2 separate regions of the Sus scrofa genome follow, and region 1 is linked to region 2. Evidence: chromatin contacts called from public Hi-C data. All regions are on one chromosome and are shown on one strand. Each heading gives the region's core, a stretch centred on a gene start, on an enhancer-like site or on the middle of the called end of the contact. The rest is flanking DNA. Distances are from core to core; before and after follow the strand shown. Region 1 holds the start of GCGR (glucagon receptor). Region 2 holds the start of SLC25A10 (mitochondrial dicarboxylate carrier).

Evidence for each region. A called contact is a pair of places that touch in the nucleus more often than the background predicts.
Region 1: a Hi-C map of liver shows a contact between it and region 2, with 5 times the contacts expected there. The contact joins the promoter of GCGR here to the promoter of SLC25A10 in region 2. A contact is called at or near these places in 5 of 47 Hi-C or Micro-C datasets (alveolar macrophages, brain and liver) and 1 of 2 datasets of contacts at active chromatin or transcription factors (skeletal muscle).

The regions. Positions count from the first base shown.
Region 1 is chr12:1,155,040-1,158,696 of Sscrofa11.1, reverse strand. GCGR (glucagon receptor) reads left to right here and starts at 1,463. Exons shown (of 14, transcript XM_021066445.1): 1 at 1,463-1,690. LOC110255939 reads right to left here and starts at 648. Exons shown (of 8, transcript XR_002336926.1): 1 at 1-648.
Region 2 is chr12:1,194,958-1,198,813 of Sscrofa11.1, reverse strand. SLC25A10 (mitochondrial dicarboxylate carrier) reads left to right here and starts at 1,375. Exons shown (of 11, transcript XM_021066468.1): 1 at 1,375-1,631; 2 at 3,497-3,616. The coding sequence starts at 1,539.

The sequences.
Region 1 (3,657 bases), core at 214-2,713, 40 kb after region 2:
GGGCACGTAAGAATGAGGGTCTCGAGGGCATCCCCAGGACTGCCCGCCTCCTGAGCCTTCAGACAGCAGCAGGGCAGGAACGCGGAGGTCAAGTTACTAAGCGGCAGCTGCCAGAGGGCGTCTCAGGGCACAGGACCACCCTCTGCTCTGGGGGCTGGAGGGTGGGGGAGCCCTGGACGGGTTCCAAGGTCCCCTGAAACAGAAGTAGAGCCGGGAGAAGGGCCCCAAAGACAAAGGTCAGCATCCAACAGGCGGGTAGGGAGGACATTCCAGCGTGACGGCGGCCGGACCGTGGTTGACGGCGGAAGGGTGGCCCAGAGGGAGAGTCGGGGTCTGGTGATGGACTGGCGACCTTAGGACCAGGTGTCCAGCAGGCGCGTGGGCAGAAGAAGTGCATCCGAGAGATGGGAGGGGCTTGAGGGGCTGGGGCTCCGCTGGGGCCCTGGGCACGTGGCCGGGGCACACCAGGAGACCCGCGTGGAACCCTGGGGACTCTTCAAGGGAAAGCAGAGGGCAGTGCACAGAGGAGTGGGAGTGCCAGCCTGGAAGCCACAGCCATGGGAGAACTTTCCAGAAAAAAGTCGCCGGATATTGAAAGGCCAGAAAAGATGAGGCCCCCAAGTATCCACGGAGTCTGGTGACCCTGAGGTCACTGGAGGCTGAGCAAGAGACGTGGGGGGGGGGTAGGGGTGGCAGGAGAGGAAGTGCAAGGGCCTTGGTCCTCAAGCAGCGGTTGAGATGCTGGCTTCGGGCATGAGGGGAGGTGGGCAGAGGAGGGCTCGCGAGGATGGGTCTGGGGGCAGGAGTCTGGGAAGGAGCGGGAGTGGAAGGAGCAGGGCGCCCCCCTTGCAGCACGACCTGCAGTGGAGGTGGTAGGGGGTCGGGCTCTGCGGGGTGCCGGATGAACGATGCTGGAGGGGGCTCAAGGGAGACGACGCGGGACACCTGGGCTTAAAGGGGCAGCCCAGGGGCCGCCCTCCCTGCCTGGCCTGGGCTCCCCACTCCAGTCCAGCCTGCTCTGGACGCGGTGGACGGGTCACCCAGGAGCCACGGTGCGGGGTTAAGTAGGGAATCAGTCCTTCCAGGATTCAGTGCAGCACCGGGGAAAGAAGCGGCGCGGGGCCCAGAGAAGGCGGAGGGAGCGAGACGAAGGCGCGCCGAGGCACAGCCCCCACCCTGCCCCCCTCACCTGTCCCCCCCACCTGTCCATCCAGGGCTCCAGTCCCCGCCGGGAGCTGCAGTGCGCCGTCCGGGGTCCCCCGGGGAGAGCTGCCGAGCGAGCTCTGGGTTGCGGGGCCGGGGGGCCGGCCGGGCGGGAAGGAGGCTGCGAGGCAGGAGCGGGCGCGGGGGCGCGGGCAGCGGCTCCGGGGCGCCGCTCCCCCCCACCCCGCCCCGCGCCCCGGGGCCGCCCCCGCCCCGCCCCCGCCCCCTCCGCGGCGGCCCAGCGTCGCCGCCGGAAAGTTTGCGCGCTGCTGGCGCGGGGCGCGGGCGCGGAGCTGGCGCCGACCCTGATCCGGCAGCGCCGCGGAGACGGGCGGCCGCCAGCCCCCGGCCGAGCGCGCGGAGGACGGCGGGGGGCGCTGAGCGACCGGAGCCGCGCGCGGCGAGCCCTTGGGCCGGACACCGAGGGCATGTTCCCGGCCGCGGGCCGAAGGCGGGAGCGCGGGACCGGCCGGCGCCGACTCTAAGAGTAAGCGGGCGGCCCCGAGGACCCGATTGTCGCCGTCCTCATTCCGATCCGACACCCGGTTCCCACCCCCAGGATGCGCCCTTCCGGCTCGGACCGTCACCCTGGCCCCGCACGTTCGGGAGGGATATGGGTCTGGCCGCTTCCCCGTCCTCTGCCCCTGGGCACGGGGTCGGGGTGCCCGGGGCCGCCGGGCGCTCGGTCCTGCTGCCCCTGTCCGCTCCCTTCTCCTCCATCTAGCACCCCGTTCCCCTACCCCAGCGCATACACAGAACCGCAGAGGCACCCCCAGGGGCGCCGCGGGGTAGGGGTCGCACTGGGCAGCCCGCTCCCTCCTGCTCCCCAAAGCGCGCCAGCAGTGTCCTGGCGAGGTTTCCCCCAAGGGGCCGAGGGGCGTCAGCACCCAGCCTGGTCCGTTCTTCCGAGCGGCCCACACCTGTCACTCGGACCTGCAGAGAGGGCAGGTCACTGCCCCACCTGCTCCTGATTCTATGCTGCCTGCCCCCCGCCCCCTCCCCGGTCTGGGCCACAGGTCTCCTGCCCCCACCAGGAATCCACTGACTCCTTGAGATCTGGGCGCCCGCATCCTCCCAGGTCCTGGCCCCGGGCTCTTTTTGGCTTTTCTGTGCTGGCGGATGAGGGTTGGTGGGGGAGCAGCACTCTGGCCCACATCCAGGCCTGCCCTGCCCCAACGGAGTGGGGGAAGACACAGAAATGAAGGTTTGTCAACAGCCTGTGGCCCCTGCTCCCGCCCTGGGGCCATGACCTTCCACCACTTGCTCTGGTTTCACAAACACCCCTCCCCCATACCCATCAGAAGCTGCCAGGCCTCAACCCCACCCATCCAGTTCCTGGGAGGCGCTGGGCTGACCAGCGCCCACCTCTTCCAGCCACTGGGCCATCCACCCATCCTGGGGCCCCTCCCCCGGCTGCAGGTTGCAGAGTTCCAGAGCGTCCTCAGGGGACACAGAAAAGGGCTGGGCTCTCAGCACCCAGGAGTGGTGCGGCTCTGCCTAGCAGGGGGCAGAACGTGTGTGAGCCCAGCCAGTGGCAGCAGGGGTGGGGGTGGGGGTGGGCAGGAGGAGTGAATCCACAGGGGAGGGGGGCTGGGAAAGAAGGGAGGGGGTGGACTGGGGCTGGGGGAAAGCTGGCCCTCTGTCCCCTTGAGCCCCGGCCGCCCCTCTGGAGTCCCCCCAATCCTGGGCTGTCAGTGCTGGGCGGGTGCTGTCCGGGGCTGGAGAGGGAACCCAGCCTCCAGGTCGGTGCAGGGAGCCGGCTGGGTCCCTCCGGGTCCAAGCAGGGTCCCCCCAGGTCCGTGCAGGGAGCAGGCTTGTCCCTGGCCCGTAGTACCCACCCCCATGGCTGTTGTGCCAGGAGGGTACTAAGGTGGAAAGCGGTGGCTCTGAGGCCGTGGTCAGTGGGAAGCTTGGAGCAGCACCTGCTCCTCCGGGTCCCAGCCTTTCCATCACTCCACAAATATTTATCCCTGGGCTGGCTGCCGCCACCGCCGCCTGTGGGGTTGCAGTGTCCCCCTTGGTAGGGAGGGGGCCTGGACGTGATAATATGTCCTTCCCTTCGAGCGGCAAAGCCCTCCTGGCTTGGCGAAGGGGAGGCAGGGAAGTGGGGAAACAGGCTCTGAGAAGTTCAAGTATTTGCCCAGGACCAGAGCTGGGTCCCGTGATGTCACCCTCTTCTGTGGGGCCAGCCTCACAGCTGGGTGCCCGGGCAGAGCCCCCAGAGCCTCGGTCCTGCGCAGTGAAAGTCTCTCCACCCCCACGCTCTACCCGCCCCCATCCGGAGAAGTGGCTAGAATTCTCCTTGCCCAAACTCCCCTGAAAGGCATGGGGCCCTTGCCCACTTCTGCCTCTTCTCGTGTTTCTGTCAGAGATTTGGGAGGAGGGGGGGGTCACCCTCCCCCTCTGGCGTTGGGGGCAGGTGCTGATGTCCTGACCCCTAGGGGCCCGGGGGCA
Region 2 (3,856 bases), core at 126-2,625:
AGCCGCCCTGCTCGCAGACTGAACCTGACAGTGGGAAGCAGGGGGTGTGCCGGCCGCGGGCTCGGAGGCCACCCCTCCCACACCCTAACAGTTGAGTTTGTTGGCTCTGCTATCTGGGTGTGTTGAGCTGTTTGGGGACATTTTACATTTCCTCGTGGTGCTTCGGTGCAGGTCTCCCACCCTCTCCCTTCAGCCCCAGACTGCTGTGGGCCCTTTTTCTCGCTCCCGCTGTCCTTTCCCTAAGCACCCACGGGCCTGGCTGACTGCCCCTAGCCCCGCCCTGGCCTTTCTGGGCTGGAAATCTCAGCAGCCTCTATTCACGCCCCCAGCTGATGACCTTAGGGGTCAGAGTCCTGGGCTTGTCTCTGTAGGATCTAGGGGCTGCCTTAGAGGGAAGGTGGGGTCTGCCAACGACACTTAGAGACCCCTGGGTGCTCAGGGGCCAGGCTGGACTTGGCGCGTCGGCCCAGGGGACCAGTTGTTTCCCCGGTCCCCTCCCCTTCTCCGTTGGGGTGAAGGCTGCAGTGGCCGAGTTCGTCCTGCAGGACGCAGGTCCTGGCCTGGAGCGGGGCGCTCCAGTTCCGCTTCTTCAGCGATCCGTGCGGCCCCGCCCTCCGGTGGCCCTGGGTTCCACGGCCCGGCAGGTGTGCCTTTGGGCCGGCAGCACACCTGCACTGCCGGCTTGCTGGGGGTGCGCGGCTTCGGCAGGGGCCGGGAGCCGACAGGCAGGTTGCTGACAGCCACCTCCCCGCAGCCCGGGCCGCCTCAGGGTGGCTGCCTGGGGCCGTCTCGTCAGAGCGGGCCCGAGGCTGGACTTGGCTGCGAGTTCCGGGAGGGCGGGGGGCTCGGCGGCCAGTCTCGGCGCCGCCTTCGCCCCCGCCCCTGTTCTCGTGCTGTCTGTAGGAGATTTCCTGCCTCCAGCAGTTCCGCGTATCCCGGGGCGGACCCCCGGGGCCTGCCGGGCTGCGGCGAGATCACCAGGTGCAAGTTCAGGGGCGGGGCGCTTGCTGGAGGCCGGCCCCCCGGAGGGGTGGGGGCAGGCCGAGCGCCCGGGCCACTCAGGCCTTGACCTTCGCCGACGTGCCCTAGGCGCCGGGGTGGCCCGCGGGCTGCGGGAGTAGATTGGGGCCGGACGCAGGATCCTGGAGCGAGCGGGGCAGGCTCATCCGCAGGCTTCCTGCAGTCCGCGCGGCCCCCGCGCCCCGCGGAGGCCCTGCGAGGCCCCCCGCCCCGTCCGGCCTGCCGGGCCGCGGCCGCTTTAAGGCGCGGGGCCCGCCCCCGTCTCGGGGCGGGGTGTCCCTGGCCCCGCCCCCCGGCTCCCGCCCCCCGGCCGCGCGGGCGCATTGGCTGCGCCGGGGGCGGGCGGTCGGCTGTGCTTTAAACGGGCGGCGGGCGGCTGCGCGGAGCGGGCTGGGCCGGGCCGGGTCGAGTCCGTCCGGGGCGGAGCGGGGGCGAGGCGGCGTCCGGGCTTCTCGCGCCGGGGTCCGGGCCGAACGTCTGCACTCCGCGGCGGCCGCGGCGGCGGGGGCGTTCGGGCCATGGCGGCCGAGGCGCGCGTGTCGCGCTGGTACTTCGGAGGACTGGCGTCTTGCGGCGCCGCCTGCTGCACGCACCCACTGGACCTGCTCAAGGTGAGCGCGGCGAGGGCGGAGGGCCGGGCCGTCGCTCCGGGAGGCCCTGCGTGAAACGCCCGGCGGAGGTGCCCCGGGGCCCCCGCTGTGCTACCTGGTGACCTTGGGCTAGTCCCTTGGCCTCTCTGGCCCCCCTCCCCCAGTACTCTGGAGGCTTCGTTCCGCTGAGCGACGCGTTGAGGGGGCGGTTCCCTGGGAGCGCAGCTGCGGGCACTTAGGGTCGTGCCCAGGCGCCGCACGCGCCCGCCCCCCCCCCCCCGCCGCCCCAGGAGCTCGCGCCTCCTCTGCCTAGGGGTCCCGCGCACACACGGAGGGCGGCGAGGAGGGGCGTGGGCTGACCCCCCGGCGCTGGGCCGCTTCCTCCCGGGGGTGGGTGAGCACCTGAAAGCCTCGGTCCCACCTGGGTGCAGGTCCCGCCTGATGAGGGCCAGCAGTTCCCCCAGCAGTTCCTCCTTTGCTGTCTTTGTGGAAAATGCTCATGGGGCATTTTAAGAGGAAGACAGAGCCTCGTCGTCTCGGAGGGCAGGCCAGCCGCGGGAGGGTTGCCTTTTGCCCCTTTCTCGGCACAAGCAGCAAGAGTCGGGCCAGAGGCTCAAAGCATATTTTGGTCGCGGGACCCAGCTCCAGGGAGCCTGGGCTGTGGGCTTGTGGAGCCTCTGGGCCAGGGCAGCCACTTGGCCACCCCCTGCCTGTCCCCCCCCAGAGCAGCCTGTGCTCCACGCTGGCCCTCTGGAAGGAACGGCACCTGTGTCCTGGGCTGACGCAGTGCCATCCCTTAAGTTTCAGGCTTGCCACCAGGAGAGGCAGGATTAGCAGATGTTGGGGGCTGCGCTGCAGCTGGGAGTCCCTTGGCATCCGAGACCTGGCTCGCCTGGGCGAGCCCGTGCGGCTCCTGGTGGCCCCCGGCTTGTGAAGCGGTCTGGCGGGGCCCTTGGGCAGAGGTGGTTTAGGGCTGGTTTTGTTGTACTTTCTGAAAGATGCCGGCCGGGTCTCTGGGCCCCCGCCCTGGAAGGTCAGGGCCCCCCGGAGGGTCACGCTCACTGTCTGCCTGGCTCCCGGCCAGCCTAGAGTCCCTCGTCCATTGTCCCGGGGTCCTTTGAGGGTCACTGCCTTTTGCCCCACCCCCAGGTGCTGTTGTGTGGCGGACCATGGCCTGCCGGGCAGTGGGTGGCCTAAGTGGCCACAGGAATGTCCCGGCCTCTGGCCTGGGGAGCACGTGGCTCGTGCGGGGGTGCATCCGGCAGCCACAGAGGCCTCTGGGGAGGCCTGGCCAGTGTTTTTGCTTCTCAGCAATGTCTTTGGAGCAAGAATTTTAAAGCTGTTTGGTCTTGCCCTTTGCTCACCGTCTTGGCTCACAGTGGCCTCCTGCCTGGACGGGGCTGCTGCCCGGGTGGCCACCCTGCCCCCTGCCCTGAGGAGTGGAAGCAGCAGAGTCAGGAGCCTGCCCAGGCACGGCTGGTCGGGAGAGCGCCGTGTGCAGGCACCAGCTCCCCGGCGCCCTTTCCCCTCTGCGCCCCCGCTCTCCATGTCTCCTCAGGTCGTCTCGGTGTCCCCGTCACTCTGTCCCTCTCGAGAGGGGGGCATGGCTACAGAGAGGGCTCGGCAGTCGCCTGCATCCTCAGCTAAAGGTCCCAGGGCAGGTGGGACTGAGCTCACGTTGTCTCTTGTGAGACGGTAGCCTGGAAAGGTTGGTGCCAGGCCTGGGCACAGAGTCCGCAGGAGCCTGTTTGCTGTCTCAGCGGGGCCACCGGTGGCCCTTGGCCCACAGGCTCGGTGTGAGGGTGTAAGGGCACTTAGCGCAGAGCTGGGCCAGGCGGGCTCTCGGTGGGGTGCTGCTCTGAGCAGGTGCGCCCCCTTCCCCACAGGTGCACCTGCAGACGCAGCAGGAGGTGAGGCTGCGCATGACGGGCATGGCGCTGCGGGTGGTGCGCTCCGACGGCCTGCTGGCGCTCTACAACGGCCTGAGCGCCTCCCTATGCAGACAGGTGCCTCTGGGGGGGCTCCCCACCTACCGGGGTCGTGGGCGCTGGGACTCATCAGCTGGGGATCCCTGGGGTCACTGCCCTGCCCTGCCCACCCCACCCCACCCACTGCGGGTGCCCGGTGGGCACAGAACCGACTCTCGCCTTTCGAGGCGGCTTTTAAGGAGGGGCCGCAAGGCGCAGGGAGCTAGCAGACCCCAGGGAGGGTGCAGGGCGTGGCGTGGCCTGGCGGGGCTGCTGCTT